2 separate regions of the Gossypium hirsutum genome follow, and region 2 is linked to region 1. A link is a contact called in public Hi-C data. All regions are on one chromosome and are shown on one strand. Each heading gives the region's core, a stretch centred on a gene start, on an enhancer-like site or on the middle of the called end of the contact. The rest is flanking DNA. Distances are from core to core; before and after follow the strand shown. Region 1 holds the start of LOC107915444 (protein Rf1, mitochondrial). Region 2 holds the start of LOC107914807 (protein maph-9).

What was found. A called contact is a pair of places that touch in the nucleus more often than the background predicts.
Region 2: a Hi-C map of leaf shows a contact between it and region 1, with 1.9 times the contacts expected there. The contact joins the promoter of LOC107914807 here to the promoter of LOC107915444 in region 1. A contact is called at or near these places in 10 of 34 Hi-C or Micro-C datasets (callus, hypocotyl and leaf).

Annotation. Positions count from the first base shown.
Region 1 is chrD10:27,957,772-27,963,116 of Gossypium_hirsutum_v2.1, forward strand. It overlaps LOC107915444 (protein Rf1, mitochondrial), which reads right to left and starts at 1,764. Exons shown (of 1, transcript XM_016844605.2): 1 at 430-1,764. The coding sequence starts at 1,764. The coding sequence ends at 430. LOC107914799 (a long non-coding RNA gene) reads left to right here and starts at 3,289. Exons shown (of 4, transcript XR_005919301.1): 1 at 3,289-3,508; 2 at 3,671-3,954; 3 at 4,990-5,345.
Region 2 is chrD10:28,096,236-28,102,057 of Gossypium_hirsutum_v2.1, forward strand. LOC107914807 (protein maph-9) reads right to left here and starts at 3,621. Exons shown (of 2, transcript XM_016843838.2): 1 at 3,084-3,621; 2 at 1,984-2,366. The coding sequence starts at 3,467. The coding sequence ends at 2,208. LOC107914808 (O-fucosyltransferase 1) reads left to right here and starts at 4,595. Exons shown (of 10, transcript XM_016843839.2): 1 at 4,595-4,678; 2 at 4,782-4,953; 3 at 5,638-5,716; 4 at 5,817-5,822. The coding sequence starts at 4,671. LOC107914806 (alkaline ceramidase) reads left to right here. Exons shown (of 3, transcript XM_016843832.2): 3 at 409-1,254. The coding sequence ends at 922.

The DNA of each region.
Region 1 (5,345 bases), core at 514-3,013:
AACAGCAGACAGCCCTCAAGCAAAGCCAGACGATGAAGATGATATGCCGAACTATGACATTTACAAGCCTAAACAAGAAGAAAACTGTGAGGAAAAAGAAAAGCCTTATGTTGTTAAATCAAAACGAGAAGAAAAGCATTATCATGGCAGTAAACCAGACAACTACAAGCAAGCAAAGCCAGATGAAAAGTGTGTTATGGAGGAGGAGGGAAAAAAAGGCTGTCTACAAACCAAGCACAAGAAAACAAAAATCAACCAGAGTGAAGGAAAGCCTTTCTATGGCACAAAACAAGGTAATGACTTTACACCTCTTCGATCATTACCCTGTAAGTAAATTCATTTACACCTCTTCAATTATTATCCTGTAAGTAAATTCATTCGGCTTCATGCCTTTTTGATCCATCACCTTCAGTACTTCATGAGTTTTTTTTATTTTTCCTTGTTTGCTGATAGCATCCAACAAATGTTAAAAGTTTCAACATCAGGAACAATTTCTTCAGCAACCATCTTACTAAGCAAGCTTGTTGCTTCTCCACATTGTCCTGAATTGCATAATCCATGTATTAAACTACTGTAGGTGACGATGTCTGGTTTCAGATCTCTCTGAATCATTAATTTGTACAAGGTAATGGCTTCTTCAATCTTTTTTTCTTTGCACAAAGCATTGATTAAAGAGCTTAAGGTTTCCACATCAGGCTGGACTCCATTCAACATCCTACTAAACAAGCTAGCCACTCCTGCACAACTACCTAAACTCCACAATCCAAGTATTAAAAAGCAGTGGGTGACAATGTCAGGTATTACATTTCTCTGACTCATTAGTTCCAACATGCTAATGGCTTCTTCATTCTTGTTTTCCTTGTACAAAGCATTGATTAAAGATCTTAAAGTTTCCATATCAGGCTGGACTCCTCCATTCAACATCCTACTAAACAAGCTTGTGGCTTCTTCACATTTATCTGAATTGCACAATCCACGTATTAAACAATTGTAGGTGACAATGTCAGGTTTTACACCTCTCTGACTCATTAGTTCCAACATGGTAATGGCTTCTTCAGTCCTCTTTTCCTTGCACAAGGCATTGATTAAAGAATTGAAAGTTACTACATCAAGATGGACTCCTGCATTCATCATTCTATTGAGCACGGTTGTTGCTTCCGTCCATTTGCCCGAACTGCAAAACTCATATATTGAACAATTGTTTGTGACAACGTTAGGTTTTACATTTCTCTGTATCATTAATTCCAGCACAGTAAAGGCTTCTGAAGTCCTCTTTTCCTTGCATAAAGCATTGATTAAAGAATTGAAAGTCACAACATCAGGATGGACTCCTTCATTCATCGTTCTATTGAGCAAGCTTGTTGTTTCTTCCCATTGCCCAGAATGACAAAGTCCTTGAATAAGAGGATTATTGGTCACAACATCTGGTTTCACGCCTTTACGAGTCATTAGTTCCAGAATTTCAATTGCCTCTGATGACTGCCCCTCCTTGCATAAAATATATATCATGGAATTGAACGTTAATACGGAAGGTAAAATTTCAGATGCAATCATGTTTGCAAAGAAATTCCTGACCAATCTCCATTCGCCAAACTTGCATAAGGCATGAATTAGCATAGTATAAGTGATAACATCAGGCCTTGTGCCTCTTTGGCTCATTAAATCAAATACAAATATTGCTTCTTGGATCTTCCCATCCTTGCAAAGAGCAGAAATTATAGTATTTAAGGTATAGACATTAGGGGAAATCCTCTTGTTAACCATGTCAACTAATAATTCTTTTGCTCATCCCACTGGCCAACGCTGCAAAATCCATTAATCAACGAATTGAATGAACAACATCGGGCTCAATTCACCTATCTAACATATCTCGAAAGAGAATCAAAGCCTTGTCCATGCGATTCTCTTTACAGATTCCATCAATAATTGCACTATAGCATTCCGCACCAGGTTGAAAGCTTCCATTTCCATTCATCTTTAACAGAAGAAGAACAGCAAAACGAGAATTCCCTGATCTGCAAAGCTTCCTCATAATAATACTAAAAGTGTAGTGATTATGCGGATATCCATTGTCCAATATTTTCCTAAACATTCCCATTGCCTTGTTAATCTTACCCTCATCGCTCAGTCCAATAAGCAGAGTATTCATGGTATAATCGTCACGTTGAAGACCAAGTTTTACAATCATAGCCAACATAGAGAAACCTAAGTCCACCTTAGAGTGCTCATGGGTGGGCCGGGCTAAGTTCAGGTCGGGCCCATAAAAAAATTTCGGCCTGCGTCCTAGGCTCGGGCCCAGCCTGAAATATGAGCCTGAAATTTTGTCCAGAGCCGGCCCGAAAAATATTACTAAGCCCGAGCCCGGCCCAGTCTGGCCCATTTTTTTAATAAACACAAAATTTTATTTTAAAAATAAAAAAATAAAAAACATTATTTTAAAAATATTTTAAAATTAAAAAATATATATTTATTATATATTCGGGCCGGGCCCAGGCCAAAAAAATAGTACCCGAGGCCCGGCCCGTTTTCTAAACGAGCCTCATTTTTTATCCAAACTCATATTTCGGGCCTATATATTTACCCGAACCCCTCGTATTTCGGGTGGACTATTGGGCCGGGCCGGGCCGTTCGGCTCATGAGCACCTCTAGTCCACCTTCTTCAAATTACACAAACAAAGGATCCAAATGTTCATTGTAAAGATATTAGGTTGGAAGTCACTACAACCCATAATCTGTTTACACATGGAAACAATGCAGTGTTCCATCTTGAAGACTGCTCCAAGCAGATAATTAAAAGCCGAAATTGAGGGCAAGGGTCTCATTGAAATCATGGAATTGAAAAAACCCAGAGCTTCATCAAGCTCAAGGCATCTTGATTTACACTTATGTATGACTAAATTCTCGAGAGAGGTGGGTTTGGACATACCCATCTTGACATTTTCATCAGAAGCAGTAGAACAACTGGAAAGAAAACACGTATGGGCAGTTTAGAAAAAGGAAAAAGAAGAGAATTAGGAAGAATAAAACCAAAAATCATTGAGGTTATTCTCTTCGTCTTCACGACTGTCTCCATATCATCACAGTACAGTTGCAATTGAATCTGTCAGGATAAAACTATATTTGGCTCGGAGAGACCACTTTTTTTTTAATAATAGGGTTGGACTTTATTGAAAATGAATTGGACCCAGACACTTGAGCCCAACAAAAAAGTTCAACAAATAACAGAAGCCCAGCAGCGAGACCCACCAGGCAAAAAGAAAACACAAAAGAAATCAGAAAAAGGAAACTAAAAGTCCCCTGTCAAGTCGAATTTAATGAAACTGCCACCCGCCACTCCCCAAATCTACTTTTCATCAAAATTGGAAAAAAGAAGCTACTTTTCATCAAAATCCTTTATCTTCTTCTCCGATAATATGAAAGACCTTTGAGATTCTCAATCGAGTTCATGTTCCCGCTGCCTTCCTAGTCCTAGCAAAGCGACAGTGTAAAAAGGCACACTCCATTCCAGGTAAAACTCCTCTTTTCTCTTTAAACTCTATGTGGCAATAATATGAATTGTCAGATTTACTCGTCTAGCAATATGCTTAAACCATATCGTGTTAAATCGACCCTTATTCTGGTGTATTTTCTCTAATATAAGCTCTTATTTCTGGCTTGTCTTCAACATCAGCCAAACATTTTTTTATAATTGTTAACGCATCTCCTTCGATTTCTACTGCGTCCACACACATGGTTACCCTAACCTAACTGCATAAGCGTATGTGCAAGCTTCCGCGGCAAAAGAGGAGGCAATCCGATTCTCCACCACTGACTTTAAGACCAAAACCTCCCCCCTATCATTTCTGACCACCAACCCCACAGCAGATCTGAAGTGACGATGGTTAAAAACTGCGTCAAAATTGATGCGCACGATTTCATTCTCTAGGGGTTTCCACTCAAAAAGAAAGATGTTTGGTAAGGCTTCTATTACTCATAACATCATTTTCCTGCACAAATATGGTTATTATGTCCACTAACTCCCTCCCCAAACTATTTTTCCTTTCATGTATTACTTTGTTCTTCGCACTCTAGATTGTTTGATTCATGTTTAAAATGTTTGTGCCTCAATCGATCATGTTTTCAATTAAATTCAAGCATGTATTTCATTCATATGTGATTGGATGCATTAGAATTAGTTGAGCGATCCTAACCAGATGACGGCTAGTGGACGTAATAATTGAAAAGTGCATGCTTAATTTATATCCTAACTCGACTAAATTGATGGTTCATAATAACTTTAACGAGCTTTATTATCTTGCATGGTTTTTAGGTTTATTTGATTAAACAGTTTCAAACCTAACCAGTCCCTGTTACCTCACATAAATAAATACTAAGAAACCCTTAGTTTAATATGATCAGTATAATACATGTTTCACTAAGTAAAAGATTTCTAAAGGACTTAAGTTGGTTTCCAAACTCATGAAAGATCGAGTTTCCATAGAATATTTTCCGAACACTATTAAGTATGATGAAAATGAATTAAATTGATTAATGTAATTATCCTAGCCTATTCATGTTATTGATTATTGAAGTTGTGTTTCTGCTACTAAATTCATTCATTCATTTTAGGTAATTATCATACTTTGCATTTAGATTAATTTGCATTAGGGATCAATTTTGCATCTAGTTAATTTAACTTAGTTTAATCATCATCACCCAAATTATTGTGTTTTTAACACCAAATTGTTAACTTATAATTTTACAAATAATTGATTAACATACACAGTTCCTGTGGAGACGATAACTCATTTTACTTACTTATTACTTGAACTACTATGTACACTTGCACAAAAATACCGTTACAAGTTTTTGGCATTGTTGCTGGGGACTGTTGCCTTAATCATTTTTGTGAAATTATTCTTTATAGTTTGGTTTTTATTTTATTTTTATCTAACCTCTAACTTTACTAATTTATTCTTGATTCTTTATTTTTTATGATTTATTTTTCAGGTGTTTATAAGCATTGATTAAATTATCGATTTATTACCTGTAGACCCTAAAATCGAGCAGACATTTAGACAGAGAAGACGCGAGAGGTTAGCTAAAAGACAAACTGAGATGGACCTTGGAAATCAGAATGATGGACAAGGTAATTGAGTCAATCATGTGTACAACCCAATCCTTATTACTAATGATAGGGATCATGCCATAAGATAATATGTTGTGCCATTCTTCAATGAGTTAAATCCCGGAATTAAGAGGTCGAATATTGAGGCACCCCAATTTTAGTTGAAACCAGTGATATTTCAAATACTTCAAACAATGGGCCAGTTCAATGGTATGCCCATGGAAGATCCACATCTTCA
Region 2 (5,822 bases), core at 2,371-4,870, 140 kb after region 1:
GGAGGGACTCCTTTTATGGGGCATTGGATCTGCAGATCCTATATGCTAATTATATTGTTGTCTTTTGAAGTTCACTGGGGGCTGCTTGATTATAGTAGCTAGGCTGGTAAATGTATCTGCACCATGCAATTCTGTCTACAATTGAATAGCTTATTTTCATTTCCATTTATTTTTTGGCTTCGCAGAAATAATGAATAAAAACTGAGGGTTTATTTGATAAATCATTACTGTTTCTGGTATCATCTCTTTTTGATGGAAAACCTTTTTACTCTAGAGGGAAAGTAGGCACCCATGGGAAATATACTCGAGAAAACATTCATTTCTCCTATTTTGAAGACTTGTAAAATTTAAAGCAGTTATTTATTTGCCAAGTTGGTTTTGAAGTGAAATTCTTTTAATTTATTTCAGGCAACAGCAAGGTGATGAAACACCGATGGTATGGGAAATGCTTCTATACTTTTACATCCTCTACTCACCGGATTGGCACTATCGAAGCACAATGCCTACTTTCCTGTTCCTTTATGGAGTTGGATTTGCAATGGCTCATGCTCTCTTACGCTTTGGAATTGGCTTCAAGGTGCATTATGTCATTCTCTGCCTTCTCTGCATCCCTCGCATGTACAAATACTACATCTACACTGAAGATGCCTCTGCAAAGCGACTAGCAAAGTTATATGTAGCAACATTATTCCTGGGGAGCATTTGTTGGCTTGCTGACAGGTTGTTCTGCAAGGAGATATCTGGTTGGTACTTCAACCCTCAGGGTCATGCGCTTTGGCATGTCTTGATGGGCTTCAATTCTTATTTCGCCAACACATTTCTGATGTTTTGTCGTGCTCAGCAGCGAGAATGGGACCCAAAAGTTGTTCACTTCTTGGGATTTTTCCCTTACGTTAAGATTCAAAAACCAAAGAGCCAGTAAAAAACTTGCTCCCTAGTGATTTTGGCAAGCTGGTAGCAGGCATAGGAATCACAATTCATTTTTTCCCTTTTTGCGTCTTTAAGAAAAGGATGTAAATGATAAATGAATGTTGATAGTATTGTTGGGACTTCATTTTCACAGTAATGCTAGTCTTTTCCAGGAGAAAAAAAAAAGAAAAAAAAGAATGGAAAGTAGTCTGTCCCATAATTTTACATCTTATTCTTCTGTCAGTTTTTCCAATTCCCTCACCCTTTTGTAAAATAAAGTGAACGAGGTCGGTTGGTCTTTTAATTGTTCATATGCCATGAGATCCTATGATGTCGTTTGTTCCAGAATTGTTCATATGCTAGATTCGCTCTGTTTTGTCTTCCAACTCTCAACCCTGGAATTTTCCATTTGTACCAGTTTCAAAGCTTCAGATCAATATGTTTTTTAGGCTTTAAACTTCGAACCCCATTAGGGCTATTGTATGAGTTGATGGTACATGGGAGATTAGATTGAGAACAATGGTCTTTGTTAGTTTCTCCTGTTGATATCCTTGGGGGATACTGATTTTCTTTAAGGCACTGTTCAGTAGGAGACACAGAAGACCAAAGAACCGCATTAATCGGACTTTCTTCTTCATTGTCAGAGGGAAATTGGTTTTCAAGCTCTATAAGATCCAACTTACATAACATTTTGTTTGCAGAACTCAAAAAGCTAATCGACCGAAGCATCATCATTTCTGCAAACTCTGTCAGGCAGGCTCATATTTAACAGGCCTTGTATAGAGTCTTCAAGTCTCTTACACATTCCATAACATACTTGCCCAGATTGATTGTATATAAAGTTCCAATATATGTATATACATATATAGAAAAGCTTAAAGAAGTTGAGCATAGCTGTATCAAGCATGTATCCAACACTCATCTCAAGTTCCAAAAGCATAGCTTGAAAAAGGGTTAAAGCAACCAGCGGACTACATTGTTAGCTCAGAAGGTTTAGAGACCAACAGTGTGGTCTGTTTGTAGAAGAAAAGAGTAGGATAAAGGCAATAAAGGCAAAAGTGAGAGACAAGCTGATTCACTTGAACAGTTGAATAGCATTCAGCCAATAAAGTACATATATGCATGCTTGAATAATAGTCCAAAACTTGCTATAAATCTTCAATGAAGCTATTACCAACAAACCACATTGATGCAGGGTTTTAACAGAGAAAAACAAACAGTACACAAACATTTCCATTAGTCACTAGATTCACATAAAATCCTTATTTTATGTTCTTCGAATTTAAAGGAAAAACCAGTTAAAAAACAATGGCACTAAAGATCTTACTCTCCAATTCCTGTTCTTCAATCCACATGGAACTTCTTCTACGCACTAGATCTTTCGCCTCTTTCTTCTTATTCTCATGTAGCGTTCGTTTCATTCTCCAATTTTCAAGCTTTTCTGCTCTTTCTTTCAACTGCATTCATGGAAATAGAACCTTGACCATATGATAAAGACCAAGAATTGAAGGATCAAGTAACTTCATTTTCAAATTGAGAAGTAGAAATAAGGCCATAGACATAAGGTAAGGCTAGGGGCTTAACCAGGCCGAGTTGAGCTCAAGCCTGAAAGAAACTTGAGCTTGATACAAAAATCAATAAGATTAAAAAAAAATCAAGCTGCTTGAGATCGGCTCAATTCCCATGCTCAACTTCAAACTCAATAATGTTAGTAGTAAGCAGAAGTATTATCCTCAAACATCATCATGTTGACCGAGATCAACCGTAATTACCATATCACCTAGCCATGGTAGAATGAGAATCAACCATATCCACCAAGGCATTCAAGGGAATAACAACTATTATGATATAGGATATCCATACAGTCAAAGTGTAAATGCCAGTATAATTTAGTTCGTCGATTCAATGGAACAAAAGGATAGGCTTGGGAGATTCTCCTACTCAACTTAAAACTAACGAATAAAGGTAACAATAAAATTTAATTTCTTAACTGAACATTAACTTTATTTTATATATAAACTAACATAATCGAAAGATAGGCAAAGGAAATTAGGGTTTTGAATTTGGTGTTTCACTTAAACAAACCTACAAATCCCAATTTCCAATTTTCTTAATTTTATAACTGAAAATCATCATAAAATTCAAGAAACAAAGTATGAGAGGTAAAAGATTACCAGGGTTTGTCGAAACTCTTCTTCAGCAACCATACGCTCTTGAGCTCTAACCTTAGCAGCCTCAGCCTTAAGCCTTTTACGCTCCTCATTAGCAACTCGTATAGCCTCTTTCCTAGCCTCTTCTTTTCTGAGCTTCTCAAGACGCAACAACTCCATCTCGTGGATGTACTCCTTGCGTACATTTTTTACTTGCTTGGCGTAGTCTCGTCGCAACAGGGCGAGTTTCTTCTCGGCCTCTTTGGGGTCGTTGGGGGTCTTCCAGCTGCCCAAGAAGGAGTTGGGATCTAAATATTTGTGGGTTTTCTGGTGGTGGTTGTGGTGGGATGATTTGGTGGAGAATGAGCGGGTGAGGGTTTTGGAGAGGGTCCTGAAAGAGTTCGCCATTGCTGTGTTCTTCGAAGCTACTCCGCTGCTGGTGGAGAAAGAGGAGGGTTTTGTTTGTGTTGGGCATGGGCTACTCTGCCATTAATGGAGGCCCAGTCCAAGAAACAGTTCCAATTACCCAACACAACCGCCTAATCCCATCGTTCATTTCCCTTCTCCAAATTACACCCCAGTTTTCACTCATTATTATTATTTTCTAATTTTTTAAGGTTTAATTCTAATTTCATACTTTTTTTACAGAAACTTTGAAATTATTCCTCTGTTTTAATTTGTCGGAATTTGGTTTTACAAAAATTAAGAAGTTGATCAAACTAGATAATATCATGATAGATGGATGACTTGAAATTTAACTGTTCATTAATTTTATTTGTAAAGAGTTAGTAATAGTTTTGCAATTTGAATGGCAAAATTAAACTCTTCAAATTTATGTATTTAGATTAATTTCTCAGTTTTCATAAAATACAGATTAAATTTTGACAAATTAAAGGATAATGATTAATTTCTCAACTTTCTTAACATAGAGAGATGAAATTTAGAATTCAACTTTTTTTTTATTTTTAATTTTTTGGGAGAAGGCACCATTTATTCTTTGAACTTGAAAATTTTTTCCAATTTTGTCAAGCTTCAAGATTAACGTGAAAAAACAAAATTAAGGAACTAAGTTAGGAAAAATTGACAAGTTCATGGGCTAAAGGATGCTTTATTTCTTATTTATTTATCTATTTTGAGTTAAAATATGTATTAAGTCTTTGTACTCTTTGTATATTTGAAATATAGTCCTTTTACTTTTATTTATAAGAGTTTAGTTCTTTACTTTTTTTTATAGATTTAATTGTTAACACCGTTAAAATTCTTCTATTAAATTCGTTGATTTGATATTTTAAAATAAAAAATACTCACTTGATAGTCATATAACCAAAAAAGAACGTTGTAATAAGTCTGAATTTAATAGGATAATTTTAATAATTGAACTTGTACTTTTAGATCCAAAAAGTAGAAGGATAAAATTAGTTAAAATAAAAGTAGTAAGACTAAATTACAAATGTACAAAGAGGACAGGGAGCTATAGCATATTTTAACCATTACATTGACTAATTTCAAGGTTTTACAGCGCGCCAAGTAAAACCGACAACCAGAAAGAAGGAAATTTGTAAAAACATCAGATCTGGGAATAATACATTGCTTTTTTTGTCTTTCGTAATTATGCGGAGGTTTACAAACTAACTAGTTAATTCGTTTTTCCGTTAAAATTTTCGGTTTTCCGTTGAACCAGACTGCCATTTTTTAACTTCTTCTTTCTATTTTGTTGCTTAGGTCGGGGCTGCATAGGCAGCATGGGAAGCAAGGAGCTGGAGGAGGAGGAGGAGGAGCAAAGGGAATTTACACCAAACTAACGATTGCCGTTGTGGTGCTTTTGATCTGCACGCTCTCGCTTTTGTTTTCGGCTACAATTGGCGGAAATCGCGGATCTCTAGAGCCTTCCGAGGTTAGTGGTTCTTGTAAAGAGTTAGGATCTGATCGTCTTGATTTTGATCCCTGGCTTCGTGATTAAATTTTCAGTATTAAGCGAATTTGCGGATTGCTTCTGTTATCAGATTGTTGAAACTTAATAAGGCATAAATGTTATTAGTTTGTTGTCTGAGTTAGTCTATAGTAATGCTCACGCTCAATAGAAGCCTTAGGGGAATCTCTTGTTTGATGCGTCTGCAAACCATCTCATTTGGTCTGTACTTTATTTGGCGTTTGTAATGTACCTCATAAATTGACCTATTTACTTGCATGAAAAATCATCAAAGTGGAAATGTTTTATTTATTGCATTGGTTTGGTTTTATGCTAATTTGCTAGGATCATGCGGATTAAGTCCAAGAGGATCATTAGCTAGTTATCAGAGACTTTAGGTGTTTTTATGCATGATTCCGCTTCCTTTAACAATATTTGTTGATAGGTTTTTGTTATCTTTATAGGTAATGGTTTGAGATAATCGTAATAAAACAGTTCCTCTGTAGTCAGATGCTTGAGACTGGTTGTTGTATTATTTCGTACTATATACCTGTGGGAGCTAAACCAGTGAATAGGATTTATTCTCGCCCTTTTCCACTTTTAGTGGCTGGTCATCATTGTCAATCACTCTAACCTTTGATCATTCTTTTTTCTGAAATGTTTATTCAGATCAATGCAGAAGAACTTTGGGAAAGTGCCAAGTCTAGTGGATGGAGGCCTTCATCTGCTCCACGATCTGATTGGCCCTGTAACTACTCATAACTTTCCCAAAGAAAAAAAATTATGTTTGAATTGATTTTATGTAAAAATGTAAGTTCCTTAGAATTCTTATTGCTATATTCTGGCAGCTCCTC